Regions from separate parts of the Rattus norvegicus genome. Here all the other regions are linked to region 2. Evidence: chromatin contacts called from public Hi-C data. All regions are on one chromosome and are shown on one strand. The core of a region is the stretch at or near the end of the contact, and the rest is flanking DNA. Distances in the headings are between cores, read along the strand shown. Region 1 has its middle 69 kb from the start of Fuca2. Region 2 holds the start of Ltv1 (LTV1 ribosome biogenesis factor). Region 3 holds the start of Phactr2 (phosphatase and actin regulator 2).

The links. Hi-C and Micro-C count contacts between places; a contact is called where the count stands out from the background.
Region 1: a contact with region 2 is called in a Hi-C map of the A7r5 cell line, with 2.9 times the contacts expected there. The contact joins the enhancer-like site here to the promoter of Ltv1 in region 2. A contact is called at or near these places in 3 of 12 Hi-C or Micro-C datasets (the A7r5 cell line, Schwann cells and mammary epithelial cells).
Region 3: a contact with region 2 is called in a Hi-C map of Schwann cells, with 1.7 times the contacts expected there. The contact joins the promoter of Phactr2 here to the promoter of Ltv1 in region 2.

Annotation. Positions count from the first base shown.
Region 1 is chr1:9,635,121-9,639,084 of GRCr8, reverse strand. It overlaps a transcript of Phactr2 not described here. Among named protein-coding and RNA genes, the nearest start is that of Fuca2, 69 kb to the left of the region's middle. Within about 2 kb of position 2,409, at least 4 of the 93 cell types and tissues checked have an H3K27ac peak or open chromatin away from gene starts, as enhancers often do.
Region 2 is chr1:9,396,354-9,400,525 of GRCr8, reverse strand. Ltv1 (LTV1 ribosome biogenesis factor) reads left to right here and starts at 1,969. Exons shown (of 11, transcript NM_001014157.1): 1 at 1,969-1,989; 2 at 2,731-2,862; 3 at 4,043-4,172. The coding sequence starts at 1,987.
Region 3 is chr1:9,528,642-9,532,777 of GRCr8, reverse strand. Phactr2 (phosphatase and actin regulator 2) reads left to right here and starts at 1,866. Exons shown (of 12, transcript NM_214458.2): 1 at 1,866-1,918. The coding sequence starts at 1,873.

The sequences.
Region 1 (3,964 bases), core at 1,160-3,659, 240 kb before region 2:
GTCGTGTGCATTATGTTGCTGAAATTGGCGCATCCTCGGCTGGGTATTGAGAGTTCCTCGCAAGCCGGCTGCTGTACCCCGTTGCTAAGCTCCATCACGTTACAAAACACTTCTTTAACTCTTCAGGTCATTTCTGCTTTCCCTGCCTCTGCCTTGAAATTAGCTATTTTTCACTGCCGTCCTGACTTTCATACTATTTTTAATGGTAGGCTTTCTAACACTACTTATAATCTTGGAGAATTAATGTTTCCAATATGGGAGTCTCTGCATAGAAGATATTAGATTTTTTTTCTACTACCTTTCCTTTGGATTGTTACTTACAAGTCCACCCATTTATCAAACCGCAACAAGCCTGTGCTATTTTATTACATAGGGTGAAAGAAGTGGGGGAGGGAACCATGTAATTAGGATGTTTATAGAACGATCTACCATTACGCTTTCTTGGTTTTGTATTTATGTCTAGTACCTCGAGCAAAAGTGCATTTTTTTGTGTTTTCAGTGTTTTTAGGCGTGTGTGTGTGTGTGTGTGTGTGTGTGTGTGTGTGTGTCTGTGTGTGTATGTGTGTGTGTGAGAGTGGGTAAGTGTGTGTGAGTGTGAGTGTGTATAAGTGTGTATGTGTGTGTGAGTGTGTGTGTGTGTTAGTTCAAATGTCTGGGCTTCTGACAAAGGAGCTTCTTGTCTGGTTATAGATTGTCATTTCTAATATATGATGGGAGAGCCTATTGAATGAGGACAAGAGGCAAGCGGAGTTTTCAGTTGAATGCAGCTAAGCCAGAGGCCGCCCTGCCCCCCCAACTGTGGTTTTGTGAATGCACACATTCCTCGCCCCTTGGTATTTATTTGCCTTTTTGTCCTTTTGGTTAAGTGTTCTTAATTTAGGTTTTCTGTAGCTTGCAAATATTCCTGTCCAAACATTCCCTCTCCAGTTCATCCCCGTGTTGGTTTGCGGGCTGTGGGTTTTTTGTCTGTCTGTCTGTTTGTTTTCCTGCCTGTATCCCCACTTGTTCTCCTGCTGAAGTTAATCGCCTATCTGTTTTTCCTTTGTGCCCCTGAGACTGTGTTCAGCTCTCCCTGCCTTTCTGATCTCTGCATGGGGTACACCATCCCAGAACATCTCTTTAGCTGAACTCAGAGGCCCAGAAGGGGTCTAAGTTGTGAATTTTATTTAATGGACAAGTGGACATTTCGTGTTTGTTTGTTGTTTCAATTACTTCGGGATAAGTTGCCACTCTTGTGGTAACTAACTCGAGTCACTTTTTCTGGGTCAGGAACCTGGACACCATCCATCTGGGCTCTTGCTGAGGATTTCCTCAAGTCCTGGGCAAGAAAGCAGAGGTCTGCTTTCTTTCTCACCTAGAGGCTCTACTTGGTGGCAGCCTGCTTGGAACTTTCTTAGATTTGTATGCAAAGTCTGTGGATTGAAGAGGTTTGAGGCAGCAGAAACTGTGAGATGAGGACTAAGTCAAACTACATGAGGGTTTCCCAGCATCCTCAGATGGCCGATTAATAACCAGGCCTGTCAGACAACAGCAAAGGACATGGATTAAAAAAAGTTTAGTCAACAGGCAGATGGTATTATTATTATTATTATTATTATTATTACTGTTACTATTATTATTATTATCAATAGCACCACCTCCACCACCATCATCATTATATGTGTAACATATGCATGTTGGGAACAAGTGTGCATGTGGGGGCCAAAGGACAATTTTGTGGAGTTTTTCTCCGCTTCAGTGTTCATTTGGGGTGTTAGGCTTGCATGGCAAGCGCTTTATCCACTGAGCCAGAACCCAGGCAAGAACAGTAATTAAAGGCAAGGTAATTCGTGCCCTGCATATGCAAAACCAATCTGAATGGCCCAGAAAATGGTGTTAGTGGAGACGTTGAGTATAGGTTTCCAGGTGCTGAGGTAAAAAGGTCACCTTTAGAAACATCTGTGCAGGCTCAAGGTTGTAGCCCAAGTACTCAGTGCTTAGAGGTTTGTAAAATCAGCTAAAACCAAGGAGCTGAAGCTGGAAAGTTCGTGCGCGCGCGCGCGCGTGTGTGTGTGTGTGTGTGTGTGTGTGTGTTGTTTCATTTTCTTTGGGTTTGCTTTTCAATTTCCCTTCCTCAACTCAAGAAGGAGAATCCCCTATGAGACATGGTCCCATGGTGACAGCATGTTCCTCTTGCTACATTTTACTGATTAAAAGGAAGCCACATTCAAGATCATACAATGATCCTCTGCAGAGGACAAAGGGCTTTCGGGTCGTTTTCTGTGCACCTTAAAAGTTTAGGTTTAAAGCATTTTCCTTTAGCAATGTCAGTGGTTTTGTACAGCAGTCAACATATGAGCACCAGAAATTCAACTAGATCTTAAAATTGTAACTACATTTATTTTTCGTTATGCTTGCTTGCGTTTTCTGTAGGTTGAATTGCTTACCAGTATTCCTAAGAAGATTTTCCAGATATCTTAAAATTTTCAAATTGTTTCTCTTTCTCTGTCTCTCCTGCCTCTGTCTCTCTCTGTCTCTGTCTCTGTCTCTCTGCCTCTCTGTCTCTCTGTCTCTCTCTCTCTCTCTCTGTGTGTGTGTGTGTGTGTGTGTGTGTGTTGGTACAAAAGTAGTGCTTCTGAGTTGGTTGCACTGGAAATCTGGTGTGAATGTTTTTCAAACAATATAAAACCCCTACTGTAGTAGTACTCAAGAAAGCCTGAGAAGACCATGCACTGGCTATTCCAGATGTTTATTTCTATTCTAGCAGTTGACCTCATACTATGTGTCTACACAGCACGAGCGCGCACGCGCACGCGCGCGCACACACACACACACACACACACACACACACCAGTTAAAACCATTTAGTTAGTCCTCTCTTCCTGTGGTCTTGTTTTATCTGTCATACATGATATTTTTTTAAAACATTTTTTACTAGATATATTTCTTTACTTACATTTCAAACATTATTCCCCTTCCTGGTTTTCTGTCCATAAGCCCCCATCCCCTCCCCTCCCCCTCCCTCATATGGGTATTCCCCCATACATCCCCCTTACTGCTCCCCACATATTCTCCTGTACTGGGGGTCCAACCTTGGCAGGACCAAGGGCTTCCCCTTCCACTGGTGCCCCAACAAGGCTATTCTCTGCTACATATGCAGTTGGAGCCCTGGGTCAGTCCAATACATGGTATTTTTTTGGCCCCAGGTCTGGTCTTAAGTTTCTAGAGTCACATCACAGGAAGGTTGTACACTGATGATTTTTTCTTTATATTCACTGCAATAAGACATTTTTAGAAAAAGTTTTCAAGGTATTAAAAATGGAGGGGGGGGGGGTCAGGGACCTTCTTTGCTGCTGTTTGAACTTTGGGCACAAGATGGCGCCGAAGCCACACCAATTAAACACACCGCCAGGAACTTGATGTTGGTACCTAAGGACTTCTACTGAAAACAGAAAAACCAGCGTGTCCGGTGTGAGCATTTCTCTCTTGTCAAGTTCCGTAGAACTTAGGAAGAACTCTTACATTAATTCTTGTTTTTAAACGACTTAATGTTTATTTATCCTCCATTCTATTAAAACTGTGTGACTGCACTGCTTTGTTAAGTAAGAATCCTTTTCCTCTTGGGATAAACTGTTTTCAGAAGACAATTGATTCCTAAGTACATTAAGTCTTACTAAGTGGACATTTGTTTTCAATTTAGAGGAGGAAAAGTCCATGTTCCAGTCTGTGAACAAATGTTTAAAAAGAAAAGTTTTTAGGGACGTTTAGAGTTACTGTGTTCAGCCAATACAGTATAGTCACTTTTCTGGAAGGAGATACGTCAGAGAAAGCCAATGTCCTTGGCTAAGCTGAATCCTTCTAAATTGATGTCCGGCAGGATTAGAGCAGACGTATATATCCCAAGGCTGCGGTCTTTATTTTGGCTGGGAACGTGGAGCATCTGCGCACTTGATGTCTTCACGCTGGATTAGTCTTTGTGGGATGG
Region 2 (4,172 bases), core at 720-3,219:
ACACACACACACACACACACACACAAAGAAGAATGAGGAGGAGGAGTAGGAGGAGTAGGAGAAGGAGAAGGAGAAGAAGAGGAGGAAGAGGAGGAGGAGGAGGAGGAGGAGGAGGAGGAGGAGGAGGAGGAGGAGGAGTAAGGTCTTCAGCCATTTAGCCTGGCGTGTTTGCCCACATCGGTAATCCCAGCCCTTGGGAGGCAAAGGCAGGACGATCTCTTAGTTTAAGGACAACCTGGTCAAAAGAATGCTAGCTGACAGCATTCTTAGCTTTGGGATTGGTGGAAACAGTGATCTGCAAGAAGGTATGTCAAATGTTTTATCTAATAGGCAAAAGGTTGCTAGGTCAGACACAGAGGAGGACAATGAGTTAGCTGCTAAGGGGGGTACTGAATATAGGCCAACATATTTTGGTTGTGTGTCTGCAACATTCCAACCTTTCCACAATCATGAAGTTCCAGTTAGTCGTTTAGAATCTTCAAAACGAGTATGGCTTTTTCTTCTGGGAACTTAGATTTGCAGCGAAAATGATCATAACGGCACCTAATAGCAACTCTCACAGAGTCCTAGTGGGGAAATAGGTCATTCGGGTAGAATGCCAGATCATTAATTCACATACACAAATATGTATTGGGTGTGGGTACCAAGAACTAAATCTAGTAGTAAATAAAATGGACTGAAATGGAACCAGCACTTCCCTCATGAATCTTACTTTCAAGTAACAAATAAAAATGGCTAATTAATGTAAAGATAAATTAAACAATATATCTGCTTTACGAAGCATTTTCTCATGACAAATTGCGTGGTCCTGACCTAAAACATTGCCATTGTTTTTCTTGTAGAAAAAGAACATTAGCCCACAAACATTTACAGTGATAATATTTGACTATAATTATAGAGACATTCCAACAGAACTCAGACATTGGGGAAAACAAAAACAAAAACAAAAAACACTAGCAACTTTCTCTCCACTTGGGGAGGAGAAAGCAAACATCTACTGACAGAATGTTGAATTATTTCATCACTCTTTTCTCCGAGATCTGATGGAACCCTTCCTAAGCAATTACACTTAAAATCTGATTTGCTTAAGGTACCGCAAAATACGTGAGCAAAAACATGGGGGATGGAGATGTGCTCATAGAACACTTGGTGGGGCGTTCACCCAGCATGCAGGAAGCTCTGGCTGGGTTCGATCTTCAGCATCATATAAATAGAACATGCCCGTCACTAGTGAAGTGCAGTTCAAGTTGGACAAGAGGCTGGGCTACATAAAACAAACAACAACAACAAAAAAACCACCTTCAGTTTATTGGTTTTCATCTTAAAAAATAAGCAGTCATCAGAGATTCAGAATACATTACGTCAAATGCCCCTAAAACCAAGAGTCGTAGGGTCTGTGATAAGATACTGCTGGGAATTGTTGATCAAAAGATGTAAAATGAAGACTCTGGAGATGTTAGGCTCTGCCTATTAGAGTTCCGCCTTGGTTGAACATAAGCAACTGATTTCCCTTAGGTCAAGAAGTCAGGGAAGTGACTACTTTCCTTCCATGAACCTGCACAGGCTTGGTCTTGTTTTTATTTGTTTTTGTCTTGTTTGTTCTCAGTTAAGAATAGGTGTGGAATATCTTCAGTGATAACGTTACATTCATCAGCCCGGTGTAGGGACGGGACATTTGCCTTCAGGTAGAACTCCAGTTAGGTAGGCTACTCCCAACCTGCACCGACTCCAGCCAGAAAAGCCCCGCCCACTGAGAGAGAGAGTCCTGCTAGCCCCACCTCCCGGAAGTTCCCGGGAACGTTCCTTCACCGCGGGCTCACGCAACTTCCGGCTGCAGTCTAGCGGCTCCTCGGCGATTGGCTCTTTGCCATGCCATCGTGTGACGTGCTGTCCTAGACCTGTCTACCCACGTGTAGAGCTGCCGGGAGATACCGGCGAGTCGCGGTTCGGCTTTCGCGGTTCCGGAAAGGGAGTCCCTGCCTCATCATGGTGAGAAAACCGCGGTGCTCCGGGAGGGAGCCGGCGGGTTCCGGTTATGTCTGTTCGCCGCTCCCTGCGGCTGGCTTAGGCCACTGGCCGCGCGGCTTGGTGCCCCGAAACCAGTCACTATCCCGGCACCAGTCATCTTCGTCACCCCGGGTGCACTTCGGAAGGAGAAAGATGGTTTCCCTTTTGCAAAATCCCGGGCGTTTACGGTCCTGACGGCTTAGGTTAACTCCGTCCCTGTGATACAAGCCCCGCCCCCTGCTTCCGGGGTCCACTTCAGCCACCTGGTTAGCATCTCGGTTTCCAGACCCAGAGTTGAAGAACACCTAAGAATGTGGAGTAAATAGTCTAAACCTTGCTTGTCTGTTAGATGAAGTGTCGGCCAACTTTTCGGGGACCTCAGAGCACCCACTACAAAAGACTTTAGGCATTTGAACTTAACCCTGTTTGACTTTCCTTCACTAAGGTCATTTGTCCTTACTCATTTGCTTGTTAAGAACGGAGAGCCTCTTAGACTGTCCCACTGCCATATTCCCAACACCTTTGAACAAGTGTCTCAGAGTAGGTAGGGTACCTAGCCAGTGTTTGGTGGAGAAGGTAAATATGGATCCTTCAGGAGGCAGGGACTGCTGTCTGGCTTAGATGTGCAAATTCGACATATCTGTTCACCCTTCACATGCTTACTAAATATTCCTCTGGCAGTAGAATTGCCCACTTTAGCGGCCCTTCCTGATTATTTTGTAGCCTCACAGAAAGAAAAAGCCCTTTATAGAGAAGAAGAAAGCTGTGTCTTTTCACCTGGTCCACCGGAGCCAGAGAGACCCCTTGGCAGCAGATGAAACCGCACCGCAGAGAGTTCTGGTGCCTACACAAAAGGTAGGTCCTGTCCTGTGGCCACTAAGTTTTTAGGTGAATAGTAGTTTTGTAGTCCTGAAAAGTGGAACCCAGGGGACTTAGGCATGTCAGGCAAGCACTTTACCCCTGAACTATATGCCCCCAGAGTTTAATAATGAGTTGATACTCTCAGAAGTTGGTCCTCTTAAAAAAAAAAAAACTGAGCCGTGACTTGGTTTCCAATCTTTGCGCTGATGTTTGATGTTGTGTATTTGTCTTGATTGACAGGATAGAGCATCTAGGCTGTCTGTGGTGGTGTGCTCCATCTCTTGCTTTCTCTTGGGGTTCTGCTGTGTTACAGTAGTCTTCCATTTGTATTCCTGCCCCGAGTCACTCATCTCACGAAACACAAAGCATTTGAGCCCATGAATTAGCTTCGGACGTCCCAAAGGGGCCTTGAAGAAGCTGGTTTATGCTAGCGTTACGCTTGTTGAAGATGGCTCATATAAAGGTCTTGGGGGACGCTAGAAAGATGGGTCAGTGTTTTAAGCACTTGCTGCTCTTGCAGAGGACCCAGGTTCAGTTCCCAGCACCCGTCTGTACAGTCACAACCATCTGTAACATCTGCTGGAGGGGGATCTCATACTCCAGTCTGTCCTAGCCACACATGTAGTCCAAACACTCATTTAAAAATGTAAGACGTGTTTTAAGGATTGGGGGGGGGGGGGCATTGGCCTGCACTTAGCTTTTCCTTAAAGCCACCCCTTACACCACTGAAAAGCTTTCTTTGGGTCTAAGTACAAGAAACTATGCTTACTGTCAAAGTCTCCAGATTGTTTCTCATAATCCTCCAGTGACATTTTTTGAGTGTGTGCTACTTATATTTCTCACCTGGAGTTGTCATGCAGAACTGCCTGGTTGAGAGAGCTGTTCTCGTTCTTGTCATGTGGATGTGCTCCTGTTTCACTTGGTCTTTGAAACAAGGTCGTCTGCATTTTTCAGGCCTGTCTTATAACTGTGGGTTCTGATGGTCTGCCTCAGCCTGGCTTGTTGTCATTTCATTATAATTTTATGTAGCGCTCTGGTTTGGACTCTCCGTAGTTTGGGTATTTATCAAGAATTAGTGATTCCTGTCGGCCAGTATTCACGTGCTGTCTACCTCCTGAAAGTTACACGGATCCTGACTCGTGGCAGGACAACTGATGCCATCTTGTTGTCCAAGGTAAATGATGAGGAAAGGCGAGCAGAGCAGAGGAAGTACGGCGTGTTCTTCGATGATGACTACGACTACTTGCAACACCTGAGGGAGCCATCCGGCCCCGCAGAGCTTATTCCCAGCTCCACCCCCAGCA
Region 3 (4,136 bases), core at 617-3,116, 130 kb before region 2:
GAAAACATTGTAACCAAGTTGAATGCTTGTCATCTTTAAAAGCTTCTATTATGAACTTTCAACGGGCAGTATTTTCTGTGTTTCCCCCTAACAATGGCTTCCTTTATCAGGGAAGCACTGCCAGTAGCACAATAGGAAGATATCTCTCCTCTTAACTTCCACAAACATTTTGCTTGGTTGCTTCCTAATGCAATTTTTAGCAAAGCCATGAAAGAACAGGCAGTCTTGTCATTGACTGTCACTGCTGAGTTCCCAGGTAGGATGCATCCTCAAAACACATCATGTGTACTCAAAGAGGAGAGGTGGTGTGGACGTTATTGTCCTAAATTAGGGCTCACATTTTGGTTAAGTCTTTCAGTTTCATTTTAAAAATTGGTGCATACCTCAGTAGTAGAGGGCCTGCCTAACATGCAAACAGCCCCCAGGGTTCAATTCCCATCACCCCCCAAAATAGTCACGGTTTCTTAACAGCTTTTTAAAGAAAAAGAACCAATGAAGAAGGGGCCACTTACTTAACCCTGATGAAACAGATAAGCAAGTGTCTTTCCAAACAGCAAAACAAGGTCCTACCGAGCTCACTAACACACACACACACACACACACACACACACACACACACACACACACGAAGGAAGGAAATGTGATTTTCATGATTAAAATAGGAGAACCGATGATCTTGTAAGGTCTATACCGAACAATTGTTTTTACGGTTCAGAGTTCTTCAGGATAAACTGTAAGATCAGAGATGACATAAGCAACATGAATAGATTGTACTTTTTAATGGAATGTACAGAAAGGCATGCACACGTCCTAATGTACAGCTCATAACAAAATATGTTCATGGAACCACACTTGTGTTTAATGTGCCATGTATACAGATATGTATATATTTACGTACACACACACATACACATGTTTCTTTATGTCCCACATGTATATATACTGAATCTTGACCACTCAGCTTGCTACCTATCAGCTGTAAGGATGAAGCTTTTAAGTGTATTCATAGTTTTTAGAGACTTGAGACTTCATAGCATATTATGGGAGTGTTAATTTAACTCGGGGGCATAACAGTTTGTCAGACAAACTGCTTTTGTTGTTACGGTTGTGTCTACAGTGAGTCTTTTGAGGAACAGCCACGCTGAGCGAAAGTTTTAGGTGGTGGAGTCAAGTGTATACGGTCAGTTGATATCACGCATAGATCACTGTGTCACATCTCTGACTTGCGCTGTCCAAACCGAAGCCATGACTTTTTAAATTGCTTTTGTCGAAAGGAAGATAGTTTGTTAAAGAGAGGGAAATGCTACGCAATGGCTTCTCTAACAGCGCTGCAATGCTGCAAACAATATAAGGAAGGAACTAACTTTAAAGAAACAAATTTTCTTAAACTAAGTACCAGTGACTAAGTACTTTAATGATTTTTTTTCCTCAGACCTAGAGGATCCTTTGACATTGAACCTTGGAAATTAAAGGGAGTTTTCTGATAGCCTTTCTGCCCTCCTGCCCCAGGGTGTGCGGGCACCCAGTTCCCCCACCCACAGTGTGCAGCTGGACCAACACCCCTTACACATACCCCACACCCTCATCCTGGGGCTCAGCTCTTTCCTCTCCTCTGCTCCCTGTCGCCCTTGCCCCCCTCTTTTCTCCCGGTGACCCCTGACCCCAGCTAATCTGCATAGAGGAATGACAGGCATCCGCTGGGCCGGCTTGGCCGCTGCCAGGGCCGGGCGACCCGCGCGCGCGGGGAGAAGGTGCGGGGACTGGCGGGCGCGGGCCGAGATGAGCGCGCGGGAGGCCGGCGGCGAGCGGACGGGCGCGCGCAGGAGCGGAGCAGCCCGGTGAGGCGGAGGCGCGGCGGGGCGGTCACCCGCCATGGGCCAGACCTCGGTGTCCGCGCTGTCCCCGCAGCCCGGCAGCGGTGAGTCCCGGGCCAGGCCGGCGCCTGCAGAGCCCCGGTTCCAGGCGCAGGCCCCCAGCTCCGCGCGCGTGCCCCGGGCTTTGGTTTCTCTCCAGATAACTTGGAAAGCCAGAAAGTTCCGAGAAACGCCATTTGCGCACGAGTCTGTTTTGAAAAAGGGCGAAACTTCGAGAGCAGGAGAAACATTCCCGCGGGCTCCCCCTCTTCCTTAGGCTTGGCTTTCGAACAGACTAGAACTGAATTCTTTCAAGCTTGTCAACTGATTTATGGTTTGTTATTCGGAGCAGAAGTGCGGCTTGCTTTCCCCTTTCCTGGCAGATGCTGAATATTTAATAACTACCCCAAAATGTGTAATTGGTTCAGATGTACTTGTTTTGTTTATGTTACACACATAAGCTATAGTGTTTAGGAAAGCCTATGTCTTGAGGGGTAAAGTTTGTTGTATGGAGACTCAGGCAACATTTCTGAGCTACAGTACTATGCTTCTTTTACAGTTTTCTTTTAAAAAAAATTTTAGAAGAAAGGAAGGAAGGTAAGCAGGCTGGCATTATCCCCATGTATCGGGATAAACAGTTGTTTGTCCACACAACATGTGATTGGATAAGGAAATAAACCTTCAAAGTATGATTTTGAGATTCTTCCATCGACTATTTCCAAAACATGACCTCGTAGAGACCATGCATGTTAAACATTGCAGTGGTCTGATGGACTCTTAGGTTTTACAGACATCAACAGGATCTCACAGAGAGGAAATGACAAGGCACAGAGGAAGGTTTATAAAGCATTCCAGGATGTTTGAGTAGACAGAGCTCTCCAGTCTCTCTCTCTGTCTCTGTCTCTGTCTCTCTCTCTCTCTGTCTCTCTCTCTGTCTCTGTCTCTGTCTCTCTGTGTATGTGTCTGTCTCTCTCTGTCTCTCTGTCTCTGTCTGCCTGTCTCTGTCTCTGTGTGTGTGTCTGTGTGTCTGTCTCTCTCTCTCTCTGTGAGTGTGTATGTGTGTGTGTTTGTCTCTTTCTGTCTGTTTCTCTCTCTGTCTCTCTTTGTCTGTCTCTCTTTCTGTGTGTGTGTGTGTGTGTGTGTGTCTGTGTGCCTGTCTGTCTCTCTCTGTCTCTCTGTTTCTGTCTGTCTCTGTCTCTCTGTGTATGTATCTGTCTCCCTCTGTCTCTCTGTCTCTGTCTGCCTGTCTCTGTCTCTGTGTGTGTCTGTGTGTCTGTCTGTCTCTGTCTCTCTCTGTGAGTGTGTATGTGTGTGTGTCTGTCTCTCTCTGTCTCTCTCTCTCTGTCTCTCTTTGTCTGTCTCTCTTTCTCTTTCTCTGTGTGTGTGTCTGTGTGCCTGTCTGTCTCTCTCTGTCTCTCTGTCTCTCTCTCTCTGTCTCTCTCTCTCTGTCTGTCTCTCTCTCTCTCTCTCTCTCTCTCTCTCTCTCTCACACACACACACACACACACACACACCGCCAGGTTTGTGCAAATGGTGCGTCTTCATTCCTCGGACTATCATAAGCATTGCTCAAGCTTAGGCTAATGCCCCCAAAGAATGACCCCTCTGCAAGGGAGAGAAAACTGAATTCAAGGAAGCTTATGTTCTCCCTTGCTAATAATGATGTGACCACATTGCTCTGGACATCAAAAGGCTTCTTGTTTATGGCTTCTGAGTGTTTAATTTGAGGTGGGGGGTTGTTGATAGGGCATGTTGCTTATAAGACTGTTTGGTCTATTATAATGAACTGCTTGTCCATTCTAAAACTGTTGGGTACAAAGAAGACTGGCTTTCTTTTGTCTCACTGAAGGTAGTGTGATAGTTTTCAATCAAAGCAAGGATTTTCATTTTTGCATGTTTGTTTGTTTCCTCACTGGCAGCGATAGAATTAAATCATCATTCCAGGGCGGCTCGTGTTGGGAAGTACTGTCTTGATTTTTAGTTTGTTTGTCACAAAATATTAGCAGAGGGAATTATGAAGAAGTAAAATTTGCCTTTACACAAGTCAAGGAATAAGGAGTAATACGCAAGTGAGGTCTAAGGAAATTTGAGTTAACACCTATGATGTGAGCAATGGTGTGGAGAGAGCAGGCAATCTCTCTCTCTCTCTCTCTCTCTCTCTGTGTGTGTGTGTGTGTGTGTGTGTGTGTGTGTGTGTGTAATATATATATATATATGCGAAAGATACTTTAGGAAACTCTCTAAGAAAGTACGTTATATTAAAATTGTAGGTTCTTGGTTCAG